2 separate regions of the Ovis aries genome follow, and region 2 is linked to region 1. A link is a contact called in public Hi-C data. All regions are on one chromosome and are shown on one strand. The core of a region is the stretch at or near the end of the contact, and the rest is flanking DNA. Distances in the headings are between cores, read along the strand shown. Region 1 overlaps EPS15L1 (epidermal growth factor receptor pathway substrate 15 like 1). Region 2 has its middle 46 kb from the start of AP1M1.

Region 1 (5,322 bases), core at 1,480-3,979:
GCTCAGTGGCAAAGAACCTGCCTGTAAATGCAGGGGACATGGGTTCAGTCTTTGGTCCAGGAAGGTCCCACATGCAGCAGGGAAACGAAGCCCGTGCATGCAACTGCTGAGCCCGCGCCCTGGAGCCTGTGAGCCGCAGCCGCTGAGCCCGCGCCCTGGAGCCTGTGAGCCGCAATGGCTGAGCCCGTGCCCTGGAGCCTGTGAGCCGCAGCAGCCGCTGAAGCCCGTGCCCTGGAGCCTGTGAACCGCAGCCGCTGAGCCTGTGAGCCGAAGCTGCTGAGCCCGCGCCCTGGAGCCTGTGAGCCGCAACTGCTGAGCCCGTGCCCTGGAGCCTGTGAGCTGCAGCTGCTGAAGCCCGCGTGCCTAGAGCCCGCGCTCTGCAGCTGGAGAAGCCGCCGCAAGGAGAGGCCCGTGCGCCCCAACTAGAGGGCGGCTCCCGCTCACCGCAACTGAAGAAGGCCCACACGCAGCGACGGAGACCCAGCATAGGCAAAAACAAATAAATGAAATACAGAATAAAAACCCAATAAAAGATAAATAAATAAATCTTTAAAAGGAAGAAGAAACGAAGCACTGATACAGGCAACAACAGGAACGACCCTGGCAACCACACTGAGTGAAGAGAGGCCAGACATACAAGGCCCACGGCACATGAGTGGTGCTACTGGTGAATAGGAAACGCCCAGAAGAGGCAGAGCCAGAGGCGGGAGGTACGCTGGAGGATGCCAAGGCCTGGGAAGGGCTGGGGACTGCTGATGGGTATGGAGCTGCTTCTTGGAGGGATGAGACTGTTCTGTAATTGACTGTGGGGACGCCTGTGCAACTTCGTGCACATTCTAAAAACCACTGAATTATACACTTTAAATGGATTAATTATAAGGTATGTGAGTTACATCTCAATAAAGCTGTTGTTAGAAACACAAAACAGAACAGTAAACCAGGCAAAGATGCCGCAGGATCTCACTAGGACGACAGGCATGGAAATGGAGAGACCCCCTCAGATGGGAGGGGGAAGGGGAGGCCTTCGGGGGCCGAAGCTGAAGCTCCCATTGCTTAAAACCAAACATAAACTGGCCCGAGGACCAAGGCCTCCTAGTCAATGCTGGGCCCTACCCTGGAGCCCATGCTGGCAGGCGTGACATACAATCTCCTGGCCAAACCCATCTGGGAAAAGGCGACAGGAACCGGAGCCAAACCTGGTTCTCACAAAAGAGCTTTAATACATACAGTGTTCTGAGGGGACCCTGGTGGTCCAGTGGTTAAGACTCTGCCTTCCAATGCAGGGGCACAGGTTCAATCCCTGGCCAGGGAAGTACATCCCCCATGCTGCACACGGCATGGCCTGAATAAATAAAGTGTTTTGTCACTGCCTAGGGAGCTGCCATCTCGTTAGAGTAGAGCCCCGTCCTGGTCTGAGCACAAGTGAGGCTCCCATGCAGCAGGAGCTGGCCTGGCGGGCGCTGGCCCCGCTCCAGCTCCGAGGGGTCATGGGGGTGCACAGGGCCACCACACACCACATCTCAAAGGCTGCAGGAGTATGCTGTCAGAGCCCAGCAGCGAGGTTCTGGGGGCCCTCATGCAGCCTGCTGTGCAGACCAAAGCACCTCTAGACACCAGACCGACCCACGGCTTTCTCAGAATCGCCCAGGAGCAGGCGTCAGAGACCTGGGGACTGGTTTCCCAGGAGTTCAAGGACATCACAGCACCCAGATCCCCAGGGACAGAACCCTGTACAGAGTGACAAAGACAAGAGAAGGAGGACCGGCCAGGCATTCCTGTGGCTGGCTGGGCCAGGGCCAAGGGGAGATGGGGGATGAGACCAGCGTCCCTGCACTAAACAAGGTGGAGGGTGAGTGATACGGGAGGGCTGAGGTGACAGCAATACACCAGAATGAGCAAACACCCAGAAAAACAGTCCCTTCACCCGTGGCCTCAGACATGATGCAGCTTACTTGAGGAAAAAAGCAAAACAAAAAAATACGACGACAGAGGCAGGCTGTTCCCTGCCTTCCGATCCAAAACATGCCAGGGGACCATCTAAGGCCCAACCCCCGACGCCAACGTGTACAGAGTGAGAAGCCAGGAAAGAAGTGTCTGGACACTGCAGCGTGTGAATCAGTGAGAACCCACCCTACCCCACCTGCAGACGGAAGCCGTGACAGAGGACACCTCCTGCCTGGTGAGCAGGCACTGCGCGCCGTCTGTCCGCTGGGTGTCTCACGACATCCCCCAGCCCTCGTGGGACAGGGGAGGGGGAGGGCGATAGAGTGCTGCCAGACCCCTGAGCCTCACTGAGTCGGGTGCTGCCGCCCCTGGCCCGGCTCAGGCCGCTGCCCTAGGAGGCGGCCCAGAAAGAGCCACCCACTGCAGGGTGGTGGGAGGGTGCCCGCACATCACAACCAGACGCTGCTCCTCACTGCCGGCAGGAAGGCGGGAAGACTGAGGCCAGGAGGCTGAGCCAAGCACCTGCAGTCCCCCAGGAGAGCCACGGTGGGGCCACAGTGCTGACTGCTCCGCCTCACTCCTCTCCCCCAGCTCTGAGCGCAGAGCACTCAAACGCCCTGCAGGGAGACCAACAGGCCCAGCAGTACGCATTCTCAGGGTGAGGGGGCACACAGACAACTCACGTCTCCCCCTGGTGGCAGAGCCAGTCTCTATTCATTCAGACCTGAGACATCTTGGGAACCAAGGTGTCTTCAAGTGTGCAGCTCCCAGGCACTGACCACTGTTTCCAGCATAGCCTCACTCTGCCCAGACGGGTGAGCGCCTGCCAGATCCCGGGCTCCAGCCCATTGCCTGGAGGAGCAGAACACTCATTACCAACGTTGCATAAGGTCTAGAGATGTTATATAACTAGCCCAAAAGCATACAGCTGCTAAGAAGAGCCAGATTTGAGCCCTGGCACTCAGACCCCAAACAGCCAACTCAGTGGAAATGACCCTGATGCTTGGAAAGACTGAAGGCAAAAGGAGAAGGTGGCAGAGGATGAGATGATTGGATGGCATCACCGATTCAACGGACATAAACTTGGGCAGACTCCAGAAGACGGCGAGGGACAGGGAGGCTGGGCGTGCTGCAGTCCATGGGGTTGCAAAGAGTCGGACACAACTGAACGACTGAAAAACAACTCAGACCGCCAGTGTCCGCCGTCACCACCTTCCACAAGGGGACTCTTCAAGCAGGGCCATCCTGAGAACAGGTTAGAGAGCACTGCCTGATCCTCAGAACTTCGGGCTAAGTGGGAGAAAGCAGACATCAAGGATGGGAAGTAGTATGATTCCCTTTCTGCGAAATGTCCACAGCAGGCAAATCCATAGAGACAGAAAAGAGCTTATCAAGGGCTAGAGGAGGAGACGGGGAGTCACTGCTAACGGTGATGGGATCTCCTTTCGGGGAGATGGGAATGTTCTGGCGCTAGACAGAGGTGATGGTTAAGCAATATAAAGAATATGCTAAAAATGACTGAATTATATACTTCAGAAGAACGGATGCTACGTTACATGAATATCTCATTTTTCTTTAAAAAAAATCCACTATCTACAGTTACAGGAAACTCAAAATAAATCACCTGTAAATCCCCAAAAGCCTGAGCTTCCAATGAGTGCCACACTGCCCCCCTGCCCTGCCCCACTACCCCTGCCGGGAGCCCCTGAACCACACCTGACACAAGGGCCATCCTACCAAAGCCAGCCGCGTGCTTACCTGTACTTCACTGGTTTTCTGTCTGATTGCCTCTTCCTTTTCTCGAATGTCTTGTTCCAGTGAGTATTTCTCTCTGTGTGTGTGAACAGTCCGTGAAAGCACAGAAAGAGGGCATGAGGAACGAGCTGACCGCCTCCCCCACACTTCTCCCCAACGACCATCTGCCTTTAGTCACCCTCTCCCCTCCAAGTGTGGGTGGAACCTGCGGATGCCACAAGGCTTGGCCCCCAGCATGATCACGTGAGCCTTTGAAAGTAGAGGGTGTTGGAGTGACGCCCAGGGTGAGAAGGGCTGGACGCGCTTCTGCTGACTTTAAAGATGGAGGGGTCACAGGAGAGGGGCACAGGGCCGCCCCTCAGAGCAGAATGAGCCCCACCGACATACAGCAGGAAAGGAGGCCCCAGACTTCCAGCTCTGAGGAACTTGGACAGCACCCTGAACTTGGCCCTGTGAAGCCCTGAGCAGGGGCCCAGCTGAGCCCTCCTGGATTCCCGAGCTGCAGAGCTGCGCACGAATGAATCTGTGCTGTTTTAAGCCATTCCATAAACAGCAAGAGAAAATGAACACGCTCTCTAAGTCCTTGGTGCACCTGCCCATGAATGGTGAGCTCCTGCTTCTCGGGAGACCAGGCGCCGAGGACACGTGGAAAGGGGCCCGGCTTTCAGGAGCTCACCGGGGACAGGTGAACACACGAACGCACATAACCTAAGCACCGTGGAGGGAAATCCAACAGGATAAGGAAAGGGGGTGGAGTGTCCCACAACGGACGACCAGGAAGGACTGAGGACACAGCCTGCAAGGGGAAAATGCGACGGCAAAACATTGCTGTCAACGGGCACAGGGAGGCAGAGCTCAGCGGGGGAGCCACGGTCGAGTCCAGAGTGACACAAAGTGGGCCAGGGACTCCAGAGGGCTGGTCGTAAGGAGTGGGTGAGGGTCTCTGAGCCTGGCTACTGCTCATAGGAGGCTGTGGTGGGCCGCTGCGCACACCGGGTGCCTGCTGGGGCCTTGTCTGCCACCTTAGCTGCAGACAGCTCCCCACCCCCGGAAGCAACCAGCCTGGCTCTTCTCCTGAGAGACAAAGGCTTGTGTGCCCCTCCCAAGTTCATACAGTGAAACCCTTACCCCCTGTGATGGTGTTAGGAGGTGGGCCCGTTGGGAGGTGATTGGGTCATGAGGACAGGGCTCCCAGGAAGGGGATTAGCGCCCTTACAAGAGAGCCCAGAGACCTTCTGCACCCCTCCAGCATGTGACAACACCCCAAGAAGACGCTGTCTGTGGGTCAGGAGACACACCATACTGGACACTGGATCTGTCTACACCTCCATCGGGACCCCCAGTCTCCATGATGAGGAGACTATGCGTCTGCTGCTTAAGCCCCTTCCGGCCGGGGCGGCTTTTATAGCAGCCTGAAAGGACCAAGTGCCTGAAGGGGCTGCCTCCGGGTCGGAAACCTCACACGGCCAGCACACCCTGCCTCCCCTGCCAGGAACCCAGCACCCGCTCAACAACACCCTCCTCTGGGTCGCCAGGTCGGACACGAAACCACCGTGACAGCTTGCATGCTCATTCCCACAGGTCTAAGGACCACCTAACAATACAACGTCCCCTTGAGATCCA
Region 2 (5,668 bases), core at 2,117-4,616, 170 kb before region 1:
GCCTGGCAAGGACTTCATTCAGAACTGATGGAGAAATGAAAAGCTTTACAGACAAGCAAAAGTTAAGAGAATTCACCACCACCAAGCCAGCTTTACAACAAATGCTGAAGGGACTCCTGTAGGCAGCAAACATAAGGGAGGGGGAAAAACCTACAGAAATAAATCCAAAGCAATTAAGAAAATGCCAATAGGAACACATATATCAATAATTACTTTAAATGTAAATGGGTTAAACACTTCAACCAAAAGACACAGACTGGCTGAAAAATGAGATGCATATATATGCTGTCTACAGGAGACAGGAGCTTCAGACCAGAGATCCATCCAGACTGAAAGTGAGAGGATGGAAAAAGATATTCCTTGCAAACGGAGCTCAAAAGAGCCTGGATAGCAATTCTCGTATCAGATGAAATAGCCCTTAAAGAATCTCATAAGCGATGAGGAAGGACACTGACACAGCCAACAAGGACCTAGAGGAAACAAAGAGTGAGAGGCGAACAACTTTGTGCAACCACAGACTCTGTCGGATCCCAGAACTTCCTCCACCCCAAGTGGAAACCCGTCCCCGTGAGCAGTCACTCCCGCCCTCCGCCCTCAGGCCCTGGCAGCCACCGGTCTGCTTCCCGTCTCTGTGGCTTCGCCCGTTCTCTTCATTTCACCTAGACGGAATCACGCTCCGGGTGGTCTCTTTTGTGTCTGGCTGCTTTTACTCGGCATGCTGCTTCCAAGACACATCCACACTGAAGTGTGTGCCACTGCTTTCCGTGGCAGAATAATACTCCACTGGGTGGACTTACTCATCTGTCGACGGATACTTGAGTTGCTTCCACGTTTTGGCTAAGGGGAATTGTGCTCTTAATAACGTGGGTGTGAAAATATCTATTTGCATCCTTGCCTTCAGTTCTTTAGGTTATGTACCTAGGACTGGAACTTCTGGATCATAAGGTAATTCCATGTTTTTTTGAGGCATTCAATTGGGTTTTTTTTATAAGACTAAAAGGTCATGGCTCTTGGCCAAACTGGGAATACCATGCTTGGAAATTTCCAGCAGGTTCTTTTCAGTAGTCACTGCCCAGCCTCCTTACCCCAGCAAATCTCGTGTATGTCAGGTGCTGTTCAAATTGTTTTTGCCTGTGAGTGCTTAGTCATGTCTGACTCTTTGCGACCCCAGGGACTACAGCCTGCCAGGCTCCTGTGTCCATGGAATTCTCCAGGCAAGAATACTGGAGTGGGTTGCCGTTTCCTCCTCCAGGGGATCTCCCTGACCCAGGGATCGAAACCGGGTCTCCTGCATTGCAGGCAGGTTCTTTACCATCTGAGTTTTTAATGGCTGTATATATTTACCTTTGGATTGAGAGATACACAGAAATTCGTGCCAAATACTCAGATCTGAGGTGTGCGGGCTGATGCATTTTTCACTCTGTGGATGTTCAAATCAACACATAACAGCCTTCCATCCCCTGAGCAGTATCTCCCAGAAGGAACTATCCTGTTGGCCAACACCATTGGTTCATTTTGCCTGTTCTTGAACCTCAGATGCACAGACTCACACCATGTGTCCTGTTTGGGATCTGTCCACTTTTGCTCATCATCATGAATTCAAGACTCACCCACCTCCCCCTATCCTTTTTCTTTGCGGTATACTATCCCACAGCACAACTGTGGGATATCAACAACTCTGCGGTTCGTTGGCTCACCCCGGTCACTGGGCGTTTGGTTTGTGTTGAGCCGCTCCGAGCACGTGTGCCCAGGTCTTGTGGCTGCTGCACGTCTTCATTTCTTGTGGGTAAATACTCAAGGGTGTGACGTCTCGGTTATAGAGGAGGGGGAGACCTATGCTCCGTGGACACTGCCACACCGTCTTGCAAAGTGGCTGGACCATTTTACCTCCCACAGCAGTGAGTGAGAGTCCCATCTGCTCCGTGTCTTCACCAGCACTTAGGGACCAGTCTTTTCCATTTCATGCCTGCAGGTGGGGCTGTGGTTCATGCATGTTCCAACTCCACTGCACTGGGGCTCTGTGCCCACCAGATTTTTTTTTTTTAATATACTTACTTATCTGGCTGCTCCGGGCCTTAGCTGAGACACACGGGACCTTTGATCTTCACTGCGGAATGCACGATCTCTAGCTGTGGCATGTGGGATCGAGTTCCCTGACCAGGGATCAAACCCAGACTCCCTGCACTGGGAGCCCTGAGTCTCAGCCATTGGACCACCAGGGAAGTCCCTGCCTGCTGGATTCTATGCCAAGCTCCCCTCTGGGAAGTACAGGAGTGCAGACCACACCCACATTTTTGAAGGCTGGGGGGCCTCTGTCCTTGGCTTCCAGGCCACCATCTCCTTCTGTGTTTTGTCTACCTGTGTTTCTTCTCCATTCCCTCAGGGGATCCTCTATCTCAGCTTGATCTGGAAACAAAGTCTCCAGGTCCTCCCTCCTCACAGGAAGTGGCCACAGACTCATTCTACTTTGCCTCCTCGGCCTGAGTGAGCAGTTGCCCAGCCAACTCAAGGCACAAGCAGGAACGTGAGGAGCGTGTATCACTGACTGCCCTGCCCTTTTCACCTCCCTAATCTCAGCTCTCCCGCTCCTCCCCTCACCTCCCATCCCCACCTAGCCTAAGCCCCTGCATCTCCACCATCTCCACCGGACGAGCCACGCTCCTGACACAGCCTCCCATACCTGGCACTTGCCTCTTGTCCAACCCACAGCAAAGTGATGCTTCTAAGACCACGCGTGGTCCCCCTTAGGTGTTCAGATAGCTTCTCGGCATCGGTCCCTCGCCTAGGCCCTCAGGTGCATACCTACTGGATCTGGCTCCTCTGACCTCTCCTGCCCCTCCTCCCACACTCATTCATTCATTTGGGCATTTATTGAGCACCTGCTGTGTACCAGACCTCATTCTCGATGCAGAGAGGCAACTGTACCAGACCAAAAAACCTCTACTCTGGAGAGCTTGAGGTAGGGGGCAGGGACAACAGTTATCTCCATGCTCACAGCATGTGGGGGGCTGTGTGAGGGCAGGGACGCCTCAGCCTGGCAGGGGGTGGGGAGACATCCCCAGGGAACTCAGGGCAGAGGCCGAGGCTGGGCGTGGTAGGGAGGACAAAGACCAGGAGCCCCCGGAGAAGGGGATGGGGAGCCCCAGAGAGGTTGAGGTTTTCCCCTGGTGGCTGATGGGAGAGCAGTGAACCCAGGCAGGAGGGAGGTGGGGAGGCCAGAGGTGCTGGGTGATGGAGAGGAGAGGGCGGATTTGGAGTGCGGCCCGAGAGCCAAGAGGGCCTGGCGACACGGGACTGTGGGATGCGGAGGGTGTGGGGGTGATGACGGCGTGGAGAGGCTTCCCACAGTCTCTGGGCAGCAAGCACCTCTGAGCGGGGGAGGCACTTCCTCAAAATTGCCACATAAGCACGTGTGCATGTGCACACACACACACACATGCGCACACACCCAGAGACACATGCAAAGCAGTTATACACACGGCAGACACAGACACACCTGCACACAGACACACAGGACACACACTCAGCTCACACCTGCAGGACACGGGCACGCATTCACCCTCTCCAACCCAGCCCTTAAGGGACAACGCTTTCTGCCCCTCTCTCTCCCGGCCAGGGCCTCCAGCTCCCCCTGGCAGGGCCAGGCCAGGTGCTGGAGTCACTGAGGCAAAGGGCCCCCCCTGCCGCTCAGCCCCAGCCCAGTCCTGACCACACGCTGTGTCCTGCTCTGTCCCCCACAGTGGGAGCTCCTTAGGGCACAGGGCAGGTGTGTGGGGGCGGCCAACGTCCACTGAACAAATGGTCTTGGTTCCCGAGCCTCTCCCGTGCTGGTGCCCTGTGGTCTCCTATCCTCAAAGCAGGATTCCCTCCCCAACTCCTCATCAGTCCTGCCTCATCCCTCCACTAGCCAAACACACACACCCCATCTCAGAGAGGCCAGGGATGAGCCAGAAGAAGGGAAGAGCTGGGAGGCCCAATGGCAAAGCAGGATCTCCTTGGGAGATCTGAGAGGGCTGCCTGGAGGAAGGGGCGTTTGAGCTGGGCTTTGTAGGATGAGCTGGAGCTTGGCAGGCAGATGGTTTGGGGGTCTTCTACTCAGAGAGACAAACCTGGTAACTTCCTCTAGTGCAGTCTGAGCCCAGAGCAGCCCCAACAGGAGGGATCATTGGGCTCTTTCCTTCTTTCTTAAAATCGTGATAAGACACGTACAATTCTCCAGCTTAGCCAATTTGTAAAAATTTTCCAGGTGGCACTAGTGGTAAAGAATCCACCTGCCAACGCAGGAGATGCAAGAGATGAGGGTTCGATTCCTGGGTTGGGAAGATTCCTCTGAAGGAGGGCATCGCAACCCACTCTGGTATTCTTGACTGGAAAATTCCATGCACAGAGGAGTTACGTTCCGTGAAGCCGCACAGTCGGACACTACTGAGCGACCAGAGCACGCACACACGCACGCGCCATGCACATTTATTTGTTCGGCTTGCCAGGTTTTCGTTGCGGCATGTGGCATCTCCGATTTTCGTGGTGGCATGCAGAATCGTCTGGTTTAGGAGCGTGGGAGCTCCTGGTTGCGGCGCGTGAGATCGAGTTCCCTGACCAGGGCCCGAGCCCGGGCCCCTGCATGGGGAGCACAGCCAGCCACTGGACCCCCAGGGCCGTCCTGCCGTCTTAGCCATTTTAAAGAGCACAGGTCACGACATTAAGTACATTCACACTGTTGTGCAACCACCGCCACTGTCCATCTCCAGAATGTTTTGTCTTGCAAAACTGAAACTCTGTACCCATTAAATGCTAACCCCCCTCATTTCCCTCCTTCCCTGGCAACTCCCATCTGACTTCCGTCTCTACGAACGTGACTACCTTCGGGCTCTCACATAAGTGGGATCACACGGTATCTGTCCTTCCACGACCGGCTTCTTCCACTCAGTGTAACAGCCTCCCGGTTCATTCCACCTGCAGCAGGTGTCAGGATTTCCTTCCTTTTAAAGGCTGAATAATAGCTCATCAAACATATATGCCACATTGGGTTTATCAATTCATCTGTTGCAATGCTATTTTCCATTTTTTGAGGAACTGCCAAAACATACTGTTTGCTATTTTTTTCTTTTTGGCTGCACCGTGAGGCATGCGGAACTTCCTCTGACCAGAGATCGAACCCCTGGCCCCTGCAGTGGAAGTGCAGTTTTAACCAAAGACCCCCGGGGAAAGTGTTAATTGCTCAGTGGTGTGCGGCTCTTTGCGACCCCATGGACTGTAGCCCACCAGGTTCCTCTGTCCGTGGGATTCTCCAGGCAAGAATACTGGAGTGGGTTGCCATTCCCTTCTCTAGGGGATCTCCCTGACCCAGAGATTGAACCCAGGTCTCCTGCATCTCAGGCAGATTCTTTACCATCTGAAGCCCAGAGTGTCTCTCGCTTGTCCCATCTAGGATCCAAACAGTCCTCCCTGTCCCAACTTTCACCTGCCACGCAGGGCTCCCCCTTGCCTGAACCCCTAGTTGTCTCATCCATCCCTCACACTGGGCTTCCCAGGTGGCTCAGTGGTAAAGAATCCACCTGCCAATGCAGGACACATGGGTTTGATCTCAGGATCAAGAAGATCCCCTGGAGAAGAGGATCCAAAATTCTTGCTGGGAAATGCTACGGACAGAGGAGCCTGGCGGGCTATA

The links. Hi-C and Micro-C count contacts between places; a contact is called where the count stands out from the background.
Region 2: a Hi-C map of blood shows a contact between it and region 1, with 4 times the contacts expected there. The contact joins two enhancer-like sites. A contact is called at or near these places in 15 of 16 Hi-C or Micro-C datasets (blood, hypothalamus, liver and 7 more).

Annotation. Positions count from the first base shown.
Region 1 is chr5:6,386,033-6,391,354 of ARS-UI_Ramb_v3.0, reverse strand. It overlaps EPS15L1 (epidermal growth factor receptor pathway substrate 15 like 1), which reads right to left. Exons shown (of 24, transcript XM_060416230.1): 11 at 3,703-3,775. Among named protein-coding and RNA genes, the nearest start is that of EPS15L1, 55 kb to the right of the region's middle. Within about 2 kb of position 2,729, at least 6 of the 54 cell types and tissues checked have an H3K27ac peak or open chromatin away from gene starts, as enhancers often do.
Region 2 is chr5:6,553,874-6,559,541 of ARS-UI_Ramb_v3.0, reverse strand. No RefSeq gene overlaps it. Among named protein-coding and RNA genes, the nearest start is that of AP1M1, 46 kb to the left of the region's middle. Within about 2 kb of position 3,366, at least 6 of the 54 cell types and tissues checked have an H3K27ac peak or open chromatin away from gene starts, as enhancers often do.